2 separate regions of the Danio rerio genome follow, and region 2 is linked to region 1. A link is a contact called in public Hi-C data. All regions are on one chromosome and are shown on one strand. The core of a region is the stretch at or near the end of the contact, and the rest is flanking DNA. Distances in the headings are between cores, read along the strand shown. Region 1 holds the start of cacna1db (calcium channel, voltage-dependent, L type, alpha 1D subunit, b). Region 2 holds the start of actr8 (actin related protein 8).

The links. A called contact is a pair of places that touch in the nucleus more often than the background predicts.
Region 2: a Hi-C map of hematopoietic stem cells shows a contact between it and region 1, with 2.6 times the contacts expected there. The contact joins the promoter of actr8 here to the promoter of cacna1db in region 1. A contact is called at or near these places in 4 of 18 Hi-C or Micro-C datasets (caudal fin, embryo, hematopoietic stem cells and 1 more).

Annotation. Positions count from the first base shown.
Region 1 is chr8:63,411,569-63,414,621 of GRCz12tu, forward strand. It overlaps cacna1db (calcium channel, voltage-dependent, L type, alpha 1D subunit, b), which reads left to right and starts at 1,472. Exons shown (of 44, transcript XM_073911312.1): 1 at 1,472-1,672. The coding sequence starts at 1,648.
Region 2 is chr8:63,546,966-63,550,013 of GRCz12tu, forward strand. actr8 (actin related protein 8) reads right to left here and starts at 1,381. Exons shown (of 13, transcript NM_001001400.1): 1 at 1,189-1,381; 2 at 1-169. The coding sequence starts at 1,311. It overlaps selenok (selenoprotein K), which reads right to left. Exons shown (of 5, transcript NM_001004681.3): 5 at 3,043-3,048.

The DNA of each region.
Region 1 (3,053 bases), core at 222-2,721:
GTAGACCTGCAATTTCTGTGTGATGTGAGGCAAAATGGAGTCTTTTTTTGGTGGAACTCGTTCTTGTGCATTATGCTGTGGAGACGAGACGCAGCACTGTTCAGTACTTTTTCAGAAAATTGCCTTTGTATTTTTATATATCTGAGCAATGTTCTTTCATATAAAAGGTTTGTTTAATTAATACAGATCTTACAACCATACCTAATCTGTATATATTTTATTTTTCTGTTAAAAAGACTCGAAAAGACTCGAAAATCAAACTGCAAGACTTTGGACTTGACTTGAGACTTGTTGCCTTTGACTCGGGACTTGACTCGGGACTTGCCTGTCTTGACTCGGGACTTGACTCGGGACTTGAGGGCAATGAATTGAGACTTACTTGTGACTTGCCAAACAATGACTTGGTCCCACCTCTGGTGTTACCGTAGCAACTGTAGAATCACCACAACAGATTCATTCATGTACTTTGCCATGGTAAGGTTTAAAAATATTTAGTTACTATAAAATACGGTAGTACTTTCTTATATGCGAGTACAAAGAAAACAATAAAGTTGAAATACAGAAATGCTAAAATATGCTACATTTTACCATAGTAAATCCCACACTATACTCTGGTGTTTGTTTTCTTGTATGTGGAGTTTAAAAAATGATCTTTATCTTTCAGAATGTGATTTAATTAATTAAATGATAAATAAATTTACCAAAATAAATAAATTAATGCTACAATATGCTACATTTTACAATGGTAAATCTATGGTATATATTTGTCTTGTTGGTGGAGCTAAAAATGATCCTTATCGTTCAGAAATGTGATTAATTAAATGTTAAATAGTGCTAAAATCTGCTACATTTTACTATAGTAAATCCTACAGTATACTGTGGTATTATTTTTCTTGTGGGTGTAGTTATATTGTTTATCATTCGAAATCTGTAATTTAATTAATGAAATGATAATAGAAATAATATAAATAAACCCAAATAAATAAATACTACTACTTTACTGAAGTATCTTGTAAAAAATAATATATGCTACACTGCTTGCATCCGTTCACTATATAAAATACTATAGTATTAAGTAAGATGTAGTAAAATGTACCACACAATTTTGTAAACCATTATTATTTTATTATCAGTCGAATTAAAATATATATTTCATCGTCCAAAATGTTGGACCTGTATGTAAACGAATAAATAAACCGCAAGAGGTCGCTGTTTAACTAATTTTACCTCAGAAAAACACAGATCTGAGTTAAACAGTAAAACTTTTGCTTTTGACTAAGAAAATAAAGATAACATTTATTTTTGCACCCAAGTATAGTTAGAAATAAAATAGACCTCTTTAAATTACATAATAAAAGCTCTTCTTCATAATGTGTGTATATAAATATATGCATTTTCATGGTTAATCACTGTGGTAAAACATCATAATCAGACAGATCAGCGATTAATTAATTAAATATGAAACGCATTCACTTCCGTTCTGGAGCAGCTCAGTGGCACAGAAGGTTTGAGTCAGGGGATTATGATGCTGGATTATCTGTTACAGACAGGTAATCCAGCACACACACTCACACACACTAACCCTGGGCTTTCAGCATATGGCCATAATGAGCAGAAAACACCGCACTGAATGACACACAGACATGCATGGCGTTCGTACTGGGAATCCGAGGTAAGATTCAAATGCAGATTTTCCTGGAAATGTCAATAATGCTGACTTTATGAAGCCAAAAAACTCCGAATTAAGTCAATCCAGCGGGATTGTTCGGTGTAAGAAGACTGAGCGACCTGTTGGAAAGCCTGTTAGATGTACTACAGCGGTAATTGAATATTCCAGGCAACTATTATTCCCCGAAACACGGCCTTAAAGGGACAGTTCACCATAATAATAACAATAATAATAATAATAATAATAATAATGATGATGATGATGATTGTCATAATTTAGACTACTCTTAGTTTACTTGTTTCAAGTGTTTACATCTGTTGTGCAAAAGGAAGGACAAAAGGAAGATATTTCGAAGAATGTTGGAAACCTGTAACCATTGACTTCCATTGTATTTATTTGGAATGCTATGGATAATATTGTTTGTTTGTTAGACTTTATTTTAGACTTTTTTAGACTTTATTGATAGACTTTTTAACATTGCATGTCACAGCAGAGCTCTCCATACGGAGATATCCTCAATATGGATAATTTTACTATAGAAGTAAGCGATTAACATTTTTAAAAATATCTTCCTTTGGTGCTTAACAGAGGACGGAAACTCATAACGGTTTATTATAACCACTTGAAGGAGAATAAATATTAGGGCAGCTTGATATTGGAAGAATCGTAACATTGTGATAATTTTTTTTATTCTGTGATGTTATTTATTGCGATATGAACACAATTTCATCGATGACTAGCTATCTATAGTTGGATTTATGATGATTGGGAAGATTCTGCAGTGCATAAAATCTAATAAATATCCCATAAATGCAATAAAGAAAAATATACAATAGAAATAAATCGTGTTCTGTCGAGTCTAACAGTATGTAGATACAGTATCTGACTAAAAATATCAATAATTCAATAAAATTATTAGTTGTTAGTCACAAATGGTACATTTTCTTATACATGAGTGCATTTAAAAATCATTATACAATCACAGAAGTCAAAACACATGCGATGTGACTATTGCGAATGATCATATTGCAATATCGACGCTTGTTCGCCGCTAGTAAACAGTGAGCGACTTTCAATTGTTGTGTGAACTAGCCCTTTAATTTAAAACAGACGCACTAGTTCTCGGCGCGCGCACGCGGGGGAGGAGGATAGGGAGGATGATAAAATCTAAACTAGTGTTTTTCTTTCTAATAACTCTCCTGACGGACTGTCCGCAGCTCTGGTGGTGTTTTGAGGATGGCAGTGACGACAGAAAAAGCATATTTAATTATGTGACGATCGCTGCTAATGGCGCTCAATGGATTTAATCTGTTTTCTCGCGGAGTGAAAAGCCGGAAGATGCGCTCGCATCAGCATCAAACACACACACACGGTAAAACACGCT
Region 2 (3,048 bases), core at 131-2,630, 140 kb after region 1:
TCAGGCCTTCTCGGAGCAGACACTTGTCTTCATAGCGGCTCTGGCCGGGGTGTTTGTGTCTGCGGGCGATCACATGAGGGACGCTTATGGGTAATGTGTCCGTCGCTCGACCCAGACGCAGCGTTCTTGATCCAGGATGAATCACAACGATGAAGTTGGCTTGAATTTGCTGAAATCCACAACGACAATGTGTGTGAGATAGGGAAATTACGATCAAATATTCAAAATAACATGGCAACCAATATAGAGACTTCTAAATGAACGAATGTGCAAATATAAAACCAACTTTACCTCTATGAGAAATACAAATAGTTTACACAGGATTACTGCAGTTAGCTAAATCTATACTATAACTTTAAACAATTTTGTTACTAGTAAATAAACACGGTCTACAAACACAAACATACAAATTAATTAAAAAACAACCACAATATTATTATATAAGTAAACTTAATACGAAAACACAACTCTAATGGTTGGAGGGGCGTGGCTAAGCATATTTCGTCCAAGCTGTCGAGAGGTCATATTTTGATAACCAAGACAAACATTTTTTTTCAGTGGATTAACTTGCACGAATGATTTGTCCACTGTAAGACTAATATTGCGTGCTAATAAGTTAAACAATTAATAATATTAAAGTAACAGATTCATACTAAAATACACACGAAATCAAAACTAATTTATTTTGTTAGCACACATAGCTAGTTTTGTGGTGAACAATTCATCTGTGCATGTTATTAAAAGAAAAAACAAAATATTACTATAACTAAATTTAATATAAAAAACACGACTCTGCTAGCAGCAAACTAACGGCTAGAGGGGCGTGGGTAAGCAAATTTCGTCGTCAAACTGACGTCATCAGACAAGCATCTGCCATTCCAAAGCAGAAACTAATGGTTATACTTTGATTAAAGATTACTAAAACAAACATTTGTCTCAATGGATTACTTTTATTCGGATTAATTGTTCACATAAAGACTAATCACGTGTGCTATTAAAATAAGCATAGTAAATTTTGATTTGATACAGACTTTATTACCATTAAATTAACACTGATTCAAATGTTAAACTGATGCATCTGTTCACTGAATTCTGTAGATATAATTAAGCTTACTTTGTGTAACACTTTTATCTTAAATGCTACAGAGAAACACGTGTGTGTTGATTTATCCTGGCTGTATTTCTGACCTCCTGCACGGGCTCCGGTACCGCGGCGGGCATGATGGGTCTCTTCACGCCGCGCTGCTGCTCTTTTTCCCGGTCTTTCTCTCTGTCCCGGCCGTTCTCCGCATCTCGATCTGTTTGTGTCATGGTTATGATGATAAGAAACTAATTAAATCAACTGAACATTCATCAACACTCTGCTGGTGAATCAGAAACTGACTTCTTCTACTTGTTTACGTCGGTTGAGTGGTTGCTCGCTTTCCCGCCATCTGCTGGCCTGGAGACAGGGTTGTCAGGTCTTCGAAACATGGCCGTCACAGGACAAAACCTATTTTTTACAGTCAAAACGAGCCAAAAATTTTTTTTTTAAAACAAACAAACAAAAAAAAAAACGGTCAAAACGAGCCCCAAACTATTTCAATATTATAATAAATACTCAAAACAATATTGGTACAGATACAGATGGGATACAGCTGCGGATAATTACATTAATAAAGTGTAATTATTGTGATCCTGTGTACATCAGAGGGTTTGGTTTAGAGTTGAGTGGGAGATAATAAAATATAATATAATGAGTAGTTTAATAAGTAAAATGACAAATACTACAATTACTGTTTTTACATTACTGTGATGGTTGGGTTTAGGGTTGGGATAGCTGTTAATAAAACGCAATTAATAAGTAATTTAATAAATAATTCTTGTTAACTTCCGGCTTCAGCTGTATCCTGTAGAAACAACCCAATATATACACCATCAAAGATTCATAAAGTACACATTTTCCATCACTTTAGTAAACATTATACACTTTTATTTAAAAAAATAATGACATATATAATGATTTGGTATCATAACAATCTTAGAGTATAGTTTAATCAAAGATGAAGATTCTGTCATCATTCACTCATCCTTTACTTGTTTAAACCAAGTTTCTTTCTTCTGTTAAACAAGATATTTTGATAATATATTTTAACCATTGACCATCTGCTTTTCCTTCTGTGGAAGTCAATGGTTACAGGCTTTCAACTTTCTTCAGTAAATCTTATTTTGTGTTCAACGGAAGAAAGAAACTCCGATTAGAATTTTAAGGCGAGTATTAAGAATATATTTTTATTTTCTACCCCTTTAAGACTTTTCTTCTGTATATTAATTGCAGTTCCTGCCAATAATAATGCACATTCTCCTCACAAAATGCTCTCTCTGTTTCACCATCCTTGCACATACATTCATTTTCCTTCGGCTCAGGCCTTTATTCATTAGGGGTCGCAACTACGTAATGAACCGGCAACTATTCCAGCATATGTTTTACACAGCGGATGCCCTTCTAACTGCAACCCTGCAATAGGAAACTGCAGTGTGGTGGATAGCGCTGTCACCTCGCAGCAAGGTCGCTGGTTCAAATCCCGGCTGGGTCAGTTTCTGTGTGGAGTTTGCATGTTCTCCTGTAATGGCGTGGGTTTCCTCCGGGTGCTCCGGTTTCCCCCACAGTCCAAACACGTGCGCTATAGGGGAACTGACCAACTAAATTATGTAGTGTATAAGTGTGTATTGGTGTTTCCCAGTGATGGGTTGCAGCTGGAAGGACATCCGGTGCATAAAACATACTGGATAAGTTGGCGGTTCATTCCGCTGTGGCGACCCCAGACTAACAAAGGGACTAAGCCAAAAAGAAAATGAATGAACGAGCGAATGAAGTTGTGGAAAACAGCTCTGCTCAACAGGAAAACTGCAGACCTGGCAACCCTGAGGAGAAACGCTTTCTCACAGAAAATTCAGTGGTGTTAGCGCCACCCGCTGGACATGTCCTGTTAGTGAAACACATGACACTGAAAATAAAAAGTTAAGCCCGAATACCTTCACTCGACAGTCTTGATGGATGAGAAATGC